Linked DNA regions of Sus scrofa: region 2 is linked to region 1. Evidence: chromatin contacts called from public Hi-C data. All regions are on one chromosome and are shown on one strand. Each heading gives the region's core, a stretch centred on a gene start, on an enhancer-like site or on the middle of the called end of the contact. The rest is flanking DNA. Distances are from core to core; before and after follow the strand shown. Region 1 holds the start of SARAF (store-operated calcium entry-associated regulatory factor). Region 2 holds the start of HERC2 (E3 ubiquitin-protein ligase HERC2).

The links. Hi-C and Micro-C count contacts between places; a contact is called where the count stands out from the background.
Region 2: a contact with region 1 is called in a Hi-C map of liver, with 7 times the contacts expected there. The contact joins the promoter of HERC2 here to the promoter of SARAF in region 1. A contact is called at or near these places in 1 of 5 promoter capture datasets (liver) and 1 of 47 Hi-C or Micro-C datasets (liver).

The regions. Positions count from the first base shown.
Region 1 is chr15:54,930,809-54,936,752 of Sscrofa11.1, forward strand. It overlaps SARAF (store-operated calcium entry-associated regulatory factor), which reads left to right and starts at 3,182. Exons shown (of 6, transcript XM_001924775.4): 1 at 3,182-3,517. The coding sequence starts at 3,415.
Region 2 is chr15:56,434,591-56,439,973 of Sscrofa11.1, forward strand. It overlaps HERC2 (E3 ubiquitin-protein ligase HERC2), which reads left to right and starts at 3,527. Exons shown (of 93, transcript XM_021075345.1): 1 at 3,527-3,839; 2 at 4,210-4,312. The coding sequence starts at 4,241.

The sequences.
Region 1 (5,944 bases), core at 1,932-4,431:
TCTTTCGAAGGATTTAAAAAGATACAGGTGGCAGGAGTGGAGGGGGGCATGGGGGTGACATAAATTTGAATTTTTCAGTCTTTTCCGTTATCAGACTAAGATTAACTGGTGTATAAGACTTTGGGAGTGAATGGTTCGAGATTTTAACTGCATGCTTTAAAATGAGAGCTCTGGGAAGCTAAAGGTGTTGTCCAACCTTCTTCCCTCCAGGAAACTTCCAAAATTAGAATTTTAAAAAAAACAAGTGGCTTCTGCTCCTTGTGGAGGAGAATTGTTTTTCTACTCGAGTTACTGCAAAAAAGTTTGGCTGTCTTTTGAAACATGAAGAGTTTCCATTTAAGGATGTGCTAGCAAAACACAAGGCACTCTTGAGCATATGCTATGGAAATGCTCTGTTTAGAGGGTCTGGGAACCACCAGCTCCTTCCCTAACTATTGAAGCAGGCATATGCATTCTCCTCCCCAACCATCTTGAAAGGAGTAGGTAGAATTCCTGAAGTACATAATTCCATCCCAAATTGTCACCACTAATACCTTTTGTTTTGCTCCATGGTATTGTGTCCTTGAAAGCAGGGATGGTTGAAGGAACACAGTCTAGGTAGCTGATCTGTGAGGGTGGTGATGGGGTGATAGGATTTCATCTCATAGGCTCATAGCTTGGCTGGGGGGTGGGGAGGAAGATTGCATTTTAGGAAGCCCTAGTGGCTGAGTAAAGTGGTAGTCCCCTAATTTCCTCTTGTGAAGACAAATGGGTATTACAGACACTTGTCCTTGATGATATTAATGGGCAACTGGGATTGATCTTCAGGTTATGGGGGGGTCTATATTTTTTTGCATTCCTAATCATGAAGAAATTCTAAGTGATGATGCTCTTTTGACTTTTTCCACTAGATCCACAGTGTTTTAGCAAAAAGCAAAACAAAACAAAACACTCACTGCCTTAAGGACTACTTTTTGGCCTACAAATGTTGTCTAGAGTCAGTTGAGACCTTAAAAACAATATTTCTAAATGTTATATTTCAAAGACCAACTACAACAGAAGTCTTTGGATGCTTCCTCAAAATGCAAATTCCTGGGTCTTACTCCAGACCTTTTATTTATTTATTTATTTTGCTTTTTAGGGCTGCATCCGAGGCATGTGGAGTTTCCCAAGCTAGGGGTATAATCGAACCTGTAGCTGCCAGCCTACGCCACAGCCACAGCAACATGGGATCCGAGCCACAACTTCGAACTATACTACAGCTCATGGCAACACCAGATCCTTAACCCACTGAGCGAGGCCAGGGATTGAACCTGCAGCCATTATGGTTCCTAGTCAGATTTGTTTCCACTGCACCACAATGGGAACTCCCACTCCAGACCTCTGAATCAGAACTTTTGTGGGCAGAGCACAGGAATCTCAAGTTTTTTTGATTTTTTGTCTTTGCCTTTTCTAGGGCCGCTCCCTCAGCATATGGAGGTTCCTGGGCTAGGGGTCTAATCGGAGCTGTAGCCAGCATCCCAAAGGAGTCCTATGCATATTAAAGCTTGATAGTAAGTGTCTGAGAAAGAATGTCAGGAATTTTTCTTCATTAGTTTTCCAAGTGAATCTAAGCATTAATGTTACATCCTTTGAATGTTCTCTAAATATTCTTATATAATAGTTAATCAGTGTTACCTTTCAAAGTTTCAAAACTTTTCTTTCAGATGGCTTATCTTCCCACCTCAATTTGCAAAGATAGGATGAGGGTGAGAGGAAGAGAGCTATTGTTTATTGAGCAGCTGCTATAAACATTTATCTGATTTAATACTCTCCACAGTTTTGTAAAGCTGTAATCCCCCCCCCCCCCCCCCCACGCACCAGCCGCACCCATGGCATACAGAAGTTCCTGGGCCGGAGATTGAATCCAAGCTGCAATTGTGACCTATGCTTATGCCTCAGCTGCAGCAATGCCGGATCCTATGTATTGTATCTCTTCCTGTAGCACTAAATACTATTTTTATTTTGATAACAACTGCATAGTTTACCTTACCTTGAAGTCCAGACTTGTATATCCAAGTGTCTATTTGACATCTGCTTGGGTCTTGACAGTTACCTTGAACCTGACATGTGGTTATCTTTATTTCAGTCCCACTCCAAGCCACCACTGTTACGCCTTCTCTTGTTCCACGTTTCTCCAAGTTTACTTTGCCTCAGTTGTACTGGCTTTGTTTGCCTCTTCCAACCACTACATTTTGTTTCATTCATTGCAGAATCTCCAGTGCCTAGAACAGTGCCTGCAGGTACTGTTAGGTAGTGGTAGGTACTAAATATATTAAGATACTCATCAAATTAGTGAACGGTGTTCCTCAAAACACAAAGCTAGGGCTTTTGCATCCACTGTTCCTCAGGTGGAGAAACCTCTTCCCCTGATCTGTATATTCTCCCATCATTCAGGTCTCAAAGCTTCAAAATCACTTCCTCAGCAAGGTCCTCCCTGATTGTCTCCCAGTCTCTTTGTATCATCTTATTTTATTTCCATCAGTGCACTTATCACTTCATCTTCATTTACTAACTTAGTATGTAATTTGTTTGTCCTATTTCTCCTCAATGTAAGCTCCATGAGTTCAAGGATGGTGTCGCCTCCAGCCTAAAATAGCACCTGACACATACTAGGCATTCATCCTGTATTTGTTGAAGTAATGAATGAAGGAATTCTCCCCCAGACATGTCAGACCTCAAAGATAATTCTTACGCATTCTTAGAACAGTTTTGTCTGGCTGGTTCTTTCTTTAGGTGTTAGTTTTTACTCCTCATATCTTGTAAATTCCCACTGCCTCCACGTTGGAGGAAATGTATAAAAGTTCTGAGCTTCTGAAACTAGACAATATATTTCCACGCTCTCTCTCTTTAAATCTCCTATGTATTTAGCAAACTAATAGAACACGAATTATGCTAAGTGCTGAAGCCATAAAGTTGATTAAGGCACAGTAACTTTCCTCTGGAAGGTTATTGAGGTTTTGTAAATACATCACTTAACTACATTAGCTTTTGCTTTGCGATGGTTTCACTCTCTTCAACCACAGCACCTTCACCGTGAATCCGCAGGAGGCCGGCCCGCGGCCCCGCCCCCAGGCCCTGCTTCTCGCCCTTGGCTCCGCCCTTAACGCGGCCCGCCCCGCCCCCACCACCACCCTGCCCCCACCACCGCCCTCAGCGGCTCTGAGCCCCTGGGGCGGGGCCAAGCTTCGACCATTCCTGTTCCCCCACGCGCCTCAGCGGCAGTGACGTTAGACAGGCGCACCGACCTTCCTTGAGGCTGCGGGTCTACGGAGAGATCGTCTTCTCTCCGCGGCCCGAGCTGCAGTTTCGTTGCGTAGGGCCTCGCGGATTTCCGCAGCCTGGTGTTCTGGCCCGCGAGCACCCCGCAGCTGCGCGCCATCTTCACCAAGCGCCATGGCGGCGGCCGGCGGGCCGAAAGCGACCAGATGCTGCCCTTTCTTCGGTCTCCTTTTGCTTCTGCTGATCGCGGGCCCTACCCGGGGCTGGAACGACCCTGGTGAGTGCTGCCCTCACTCCCTCCTCTTGCTCTCTTCGGCAGGCGCTGAGAGGACCCCGGCTGGGGACCATATCCCTTCTACCCTATTTGCTCATTTCCATCCTCTTCGCTGTTCATCTCTGTCCTGCCTGGATCTTTTGCTCTTCCCAGACAAGTGTAGACTGTTGGGGAGTGGGCGGGGCGGGGCGGGGCGGGACGATCTAATGTAATTAATGTTCCCATCTCCCTTCCCTGGATTCCTAGAATTTGCCCACCTTTTCCTTCCTCGGGCTACACCCCTCATCCCCTGAGTCTGGCTGGAAATCTCGTCCCTCACCTGCGCCTCTTGTTTTGTTGTCAAGAGTGTCTGATGTCATGGCTGTTCTCTTGGCTGCCTGTTGCTACACCTGAGAGTTGCCATGGCACCGGCAATCTCTGAGTCACACTTAGTGAACAGGGCTGCAAACCTTGGAAGTCGGTTAGCAGAATCATAAACTGTACTGTTTACCTGAGCACAAGTTGTGCTGTTTATTCTATTACAGCAAAGTACATTGCGTTACACCAGCTTTTCCCATTGAATTAAAAAAAAATTTTGTGTGTGTGATGGTACACGGTAAGTGATTTCTAGGGAAAAGTTTCTTTTATATCACTATGTTATTAGACTTGTCTAACAAATTTTTATGGGATCGATAGTATTCCGTGTAATTAATATTGTGTGTGTATGTATGTACACATAATACAGATTTCCATTTAATAAATGATGTATGCTTTAAATAGGAGTGATGTAAAAAAATGACTTAAACTATGAAAACATCATTTTTGGTTTGGAAAGGAAAGATGTTGAGGTATGGAATGTGTACTAATGTTGCAATCATGACTTGGTGAGAGGAAATGCCTGTGTTTTTGAACTTAACAGATTTTTCTGTAGTTTCTTATTTTATTCTTAAATGTTAAAATGAGAGAGAAGGCACTATTTGTAAGTACTTGACTTTGAGTACTCCTTTGATGTGGATGTTTTATTACTAATAAATGAAAAGTCAAGTTGGATTTAAATGATGTCGGTATAATTTTCCTAATGTATTCCTAGAAAGTTTCATGTAAATAGGACTTTGATCAGAATTATAGTTTAGAAACTAGATTAAAACATTAAGTAGTTGAACCCTCAATCAGTTCTTTTCTTTCTTTCTTTCTTTTTTTTTATTTTTTTTTTTTTAGGGCTGCACCTGCAGCATTTGCAAGTTCCTGGGCTACAGGTCATTTGGAGCTGCAGCTGTTGGCCTATGCCACAATCACAGCAACTCAGTTGCCTATGCCACAACCGCAATTGAGCCACATCTACCACCTACGCTGCAGCTTGCAGCAATGCCAGCCAGATCTTTAACCCATTGAGTGAGGCCAGGGATCAAACCACATCCTCATGGATACTAGTTGGGTTCTTAACTGGATGAGCCACAGTGGGAACTCCCTCAATCAGTTCTTAAATAAAAAAAGGAAATTTATAGATGAAGAGTCAGGGGAATAATAAAAAAAAAAAGGAACCATATTTAAATTAATGGTGAACCATTTCCTGGTAGTTCTTAGTCTACCTACACTATAAAACTACTCTTCTGGAACAAAAGGCACCAAAATATTTTGCAGTGTAAACTCAATTAGTTTTTATAAATTCTACTCCACCTTAAATTTCTTTTGAGGAACTATATCATGAAGGCATTCTAATATGTTTCTTGAAAATTTAGATCTTTGGCCCATGTGGAATTAAGTTTTTATATAGCTTTAGGTGGATTTTCCTTTAGCTATTTACTCAGTTATGCCCAAACCATTTATTGAAGAAGACTTCCTTTCCCACTAAATTAAAAAGCCCACTATATCTTTTTTTTTTTTTTTTTTTTTGTCTTTCTGTCTTTTCTAGGGCCGCACCCTCGGCATGTGGAGGTTCCCGGGCTAGAGGTCTAATCGGAGCTGTAACCACCTGCCTACGGCAGAGCCACAGCAACGCCAGATCCGAGCAGCGTCTGCAGTCTACACCACAGTTCAGGGCAACGCCGGATCCTTAACTCACTGAGCGAGACCAGGGATCGAACCCGCAACCTCATGGTTCCTAGTCAGATTCGTTAACCACTGAGCCATTACGGGAACTCTAGAAAGCCCACTTTATCTTATATTGAATTCCCACACATATCTAGATTTATTTCTAGACTTTTGTTTCACAGTTCACTTGCCTGTTTTTGTTATGATTCTGTATTATTTTGATTATTCTAATTTTATAGTAAGCTTCATTATCTGGTAGAGCAATGCATTCTGTTTTAATTGACTATAAAAACAGTGCATTTTTTAAATTGAATTTATAGTTAACTTACAATATTGTATTAGTTTAAGGTGTAGTGATTTGATATTTTTATAGATTATACTCCATTTAAAGTTATTACAAAGTAATGTCTCTACTTTGCT
Region 2 (5,383 bases), core at 2,277-4,776, 1.5 Mb after region 1:
CCAGATCTCTATGTTCTGAATATGGGCGCATAATCTCAGGGTTACCAAGACCACATCTCCTCCGCTTGATCCTGGTTTCTAAGTTCAGACTGTAAGTAACTACTCCCACAACACCAAGAATTGGCCTCGTTTGCTATTTTTTTCCCCAGGTCTTTAAGAATAGAGTATGTATACCTTCTAAGGCACAGGACCTTGTCTCCCTGCTTGATAAATCCCAGTTTTCTAGAAACTACTCCCAGGTCACCGAAGCTGTGTGTTCTTTGTTTATTGCACCCAAGATATCTCATCTGAGTATAGGCAACTACTCTAAAGTCTTGTGTCCTCTGGGTAGGTGACTCTTGTGCTAGGAAAGCCTGTGAGAATGGGTCCATTGGTAGCAGTGGGAAAAAGGTCATGAGCTGAGTGCTTAAACCATCAGTGAACATGAGAAGTGATGAAAAGCAGTGTGGATGACTGCAGTCAGGAGCAGAAAGTGGTCTAGTCTGGTAGAAAATGTTTCAAAGAAGTTTGGTGTTTTTGTCGTTTTGTTAAGTGAAGCAGGAGGATAATGGTTTTAAAAGTAGCAGGCGGCACTTCACACCCTAAGATGTTCAGATGTGGGAGAATAAAAAAGACATTGTTTTCCACAGGGGACAACAGAGCTTTCATTGAATAGTAACATGAAGATGATATTAAAAAATAAATTGGGAGTTCCCTGGTGGCCTAGTGGGTTAAGGGTCCAGGGTTGTCAGTGCTATGGCTTGGGTTGCTGTTGTGACACAGGTTCAATCACTGGCCTGGAAACTTCTGCATGCCATGGGTGTGGCCAAAAAAATAAATAAATTGAAGATGTTGCTGAAGATTGTCTGGGTTTAGAAGTAGAGGTGGGGGAAATAGATAAGAAGTAGGAACCTAAATAAGATTAGGAATATACAGAGCTATTTTATTCAACTTATTTATTTTTGTTTCTTGTGCTTTTTTGTCATATCTAGGAAATCATTGCTAAATCCAATGTCATGAAGCTTTCCCCCTATATGTTCTTCTAAGAGTTAATATACTCTTAGTTCTTACTTTCAGGTTTGATCAAATTTGAGTTAATTTTTATATATGGTATAAGGTAAGGGCCCAACTTCATTCTTTTGCATGTGGATATCCAGTTTTCCCAGAACCATTTATTGAAGTCTGTCCTTTCATGATTGAATGGTTTTGTTGGAGATCAATTGGACCAGACATGTGAATGTTTGTTCTGGGTTCTGTATTCTATTTCATTGATTTATACATTTATCTTTTTGGAAGTATCATACTGTTTTGTTTACTGTAGTTTTGGAGTAAGTTTTCCTATCCTTTCCAACCTTGTTCTTTTGGCTTTTGTTTTGGCTTGCATGTAGGTTTTCATAAATGTGCATTATCAGGTTGAGGAGCCCTCTTCTCCTGGCAGTTTGCTGAGAGTTTTTATAACGAGATTGAACTTTATCAAAACCTGTTTTTTAAAATCTGTTGAGATGATCTCATGGTGAATTACACTTAGCTTTGAACGTTAAATCAATCAAATTCTTGGGATAAACTCCACTTGGTTATGCTGTATTATTCTTTCTGTATGTTGATAGAATCAACTTGCTGTAAGTTGGCCACAATTTTTGTGTTTGTTTATGAGGGATATTGATCTTCAGTTTTTTCATAGTTTTTTTTTTTTTTTCCTGGTTTTCCTGGTTTTTCATGGTAATCCTGGGCTTATAGAATGAAAATGTTCAGTCCTTTTCAATTTTCTGGAAGAGTTTGTATAGAATTGGTGCTACTTCTTTATTATTTATTTGGTAAAAGCAAAAGCAACCAATCAAACAATCTGGGCCTGGAGGTTTCTTTTTTGGAAGATTTAAACTGTAAACTGAATTTCTTTTTTATTTTTGGCCATATCCAAAGCATGTGGAAGATCCCGGGCCAGGGACTGAATCTGTGCCATGGCAATGACCTGAGCTACAGGAGTGACAGCAGTGGATCCTTTTAAATTGCTAGGCCACAGGAAATCCATAATTTAATAGGTATAGTTCTGTTCAAGTTATCTATTTCATTTTGAGTGAGTTTTGGTAGTGTACAACTTCCATGGAATTAGTCTTTTTAATACAAATTGTCAAATGTGTATGTATAGAATTGTTTCTGGTACAGGTATCCCCATGCTTTTTTTTCAGAAGTTCACTTTATGTCACTTTGCTTTCACGAAGAGATCTACATTACTGTTTTCAATAACCAAAGAAATGCAAAGGGAACTTTTTGCTTCCATGAAAAAAGGCAAAAAGTGAAAATAGTGTTCAATGTTTATTTTGCAGTGAGCTGTTCTAGAGGTAGCCTATACCCCAGGCAGCAAGTGGCACTGCCAAGCACTTTCCCTGGGAACTAATTACACTCAGCATCTCAGCATCTAACCACCAGAGATGCTGGTGTCTGCATCTGAGCTTTACCTTGATTTATTTTGTGCATCCCTTAGCAAGATGTGTCCTAAGGCAAATACTTCTTTGCTTTACATAGTTTTCACTCCCAAAATTTTCATAGGAATTCTGTTTTGGATGGTGGGAGCAATTTGTATATCCTCACTGTCCTTCCAGTCTTTAGTGGTAACTCAGCTGCATTTCCTGTTCTTTGTAGCTTGTATGTCTTATCATACAATCTTTGCAAAGGATTGCTTTTAGTTTCATTGATTTTTCTCTATATTTTTTTGTTTTCAATTTCATTTATTTCCGCTCCTTTACTATTTCTGCCCTCTTCTTATTTTGGGTGTGTGTTGCTTTTCTTTTCCTATTTTCTTACATTGTTCATTTGGGGCCTTTCTTATTTTCTAAGATAAGCAGTTAGTCTCATTTTAATCAGTACTTTAGTTGTGCTCTTGTAATTCTGATGTATTATTTTAATTTTTGTTCAATTAAAAATAGTTCCTTTCCTTTCAGATTATTGATTATCTAGAACTGTATTGTTATACTTCCAAGTGTTTTGGGATTGTCCTGTGTCTCATTGATTTGAGTTAACTCTATTACGATCAGAGAACATACCCTGTAAGACTTTGTTTTAAATTTCTTAAGAATTGTTTTCTGGCTACTCGTTCACTGGAACTAAAAGCTTTCATTGCCTTCTCCGAGTTTCCGGCTACCAGGTGCTCCGGTTGCATTCAGCGGGACAGACTGGAGGAGGCTCTTGCAGAGCCCAGACAGCCTCACCTCCAAGAACTGCGCCCGCAAAAACCTGGACCTCCTCCAGCATTGAGACCACCAACCGGCAGCCTGGCTTTTTGAGAGCGCAGTGCGAAGACCCGGCAGAAGCTTGTTCGTGCGTGCGTGTGGGCAGCGGAAATCCCGCCTCCGGGCGTTTGCGGTTGGCCCTGACCGCAAGGGATGAGCCCGAGGAGGAAGACGGGTCGGATTGGAGGAAGCTGAAGAGTCCGGAGGCGGGGCGAGCAGGCTTATCCTCCTCATTGGCCGGACCCTCGGAGACACCTCCATGCCATTGGCTGGGTAGCGGGGGGAGGCACCTCCCGTCCGCCCGCCCCTTGGGCCGCGGGAGGCGCCGGGATCGCGACCGCTGGCTGCTGAGGCTGTGTCTACGCTCGCCGGAGCCAGGCGGCCGGGCCTCTGCCGTCAGGTCTTCGTCCCCGCGGGGCGGCGAGGGCGGCCGGCCGCTGGGGCGGTGCGGGCCCGGGCCAGGCCGAGCCGGTGCACGGCGGGCGTTGGCGCAGCCGCCGGACCTTGGCCTGCGCGGACCGCCGGCGGCGCGGGTCTTGGCTGCCTTCTCATTTCCAAGTGATTATTGTTTTGGATTTTTCTGCAGACGTGAAGTTTGATTAATTTATTTCACTCACCAGTCGCTGGTCAGAGGTAAAGCGGCAGATGCATGCTAGTGTCATTTGTTGTTGAGATGTGGGCTTCCTGCAGTCTGTTAGCGTGTTTACCTTTTGGATTTAAGGGAAGGGGATGGATGACATTGTGATTTGGTTTCTGTGACCGTCCATTCTCAAGGTCTCTTACTTGGAGTGGAAGTAGGCTTTTTCCTTTCTCGCTCCATCTTTCTCTTTTCCTCTTTTCTCTCACTCCCCTCCCCCAGCGCTTTTCCCCTCCCTCCTTTCTGTTCTTTCTCGCTTTTTTTTTTTTTTTTTTTTTTTTTTTTTGCGGCATTAAACCTTGCGGGAGGGTCTTTGTAAAATTTTGAAAAGGTTTATGGCTTCAACATTTCTGTTTTTACTTTCAGGTTTTACAGCTGGGAGGAAACCAGGAGAAAGATGCCTTCTGATTCTTTCTGTTTGGCTGCCCAGGCTCGACTTGATTCCAAATGGTTGAAAACAGATATACAGGTGGGGTTTTGATATACCTTTTTCCTGCTGTGCACCTGCGTCCATAGTTAAATTTATGGTTAACGCTTTTCTTAGGATATGTAAGAGCATGCAGATCGAATCTTACCATATATTGGAAAAGCAGGTTTATTTTCCACAACTTAAAAGTTACCTTTTATTGTATCAATTTTTATTGCTGTTATAGTGCGCATAGCTACATTTTAGTTACAGTTATTTATAAGTGCAAGAAACATGAGATAGAGTTATGGAAAAAATTTTTTGTTATTATTTTTTAAGAGGTCTGTATCATTCTTATCCATATCTTGGTGACTTTGTTAAGTGATACTTTTTGAGGTGTTCAGTTAGTTGTGCAGGGGAGAAGGACAGTAATTTATGATGTCCTGCAGAAACCCACTCCTTTTTATGGGATTCTGTGTTTGTTTCTGGAGAGACAAGTTCATTTGAGCTATTTGTTTGGTATTTGTGACTGATCTTATTGAGAGAAGTCCTTGGCGTTGTAAATCAACTATACTCCAGTAAAAAACAAACAAACAAAACCTTGGATTTTCACATCAAGGACAGGTGGAAGCAAGATGTTGGACTTAGACTCTAATAATTTTGTTTGAAAATAATTGCAAGCTTGTCCAGAAATTATCAAATAAATAACAGTAATATTTCTATTCTTTAACCCAGGTTAGTTTTGTTCGCAAATGAAAATCTGCTTTTGTAACTCCCTTTTCCCTTTAGAATCAATGTCTGAAATATTTTGTAGTGTGTAATGTGTTTTTTCCTCTTCCCTTAGGTTAATCATTTTAAGTATTTCTCAAGTAATCTTAACCTTTTTAAAATACAGTGTTATGTACTACATGATGGTTTATCAAGTTGTGTATTCTGTGAGCAACTGATCATAGATACTTGTAATAAAGCATTATTGGCCCTCTTAAAATTTTTTTCCTCTTAAAATTTTTTTAAGTGTTGAGTCCCAGTTGGTTGGAGAGCCAACTGTTGAGAACTGTGTTGTGGATGATGGGATTGTTATTAATGGTTTAATGTTAGATAAGTAAATATGAAGAATTTGGTCCAGAATTAGTG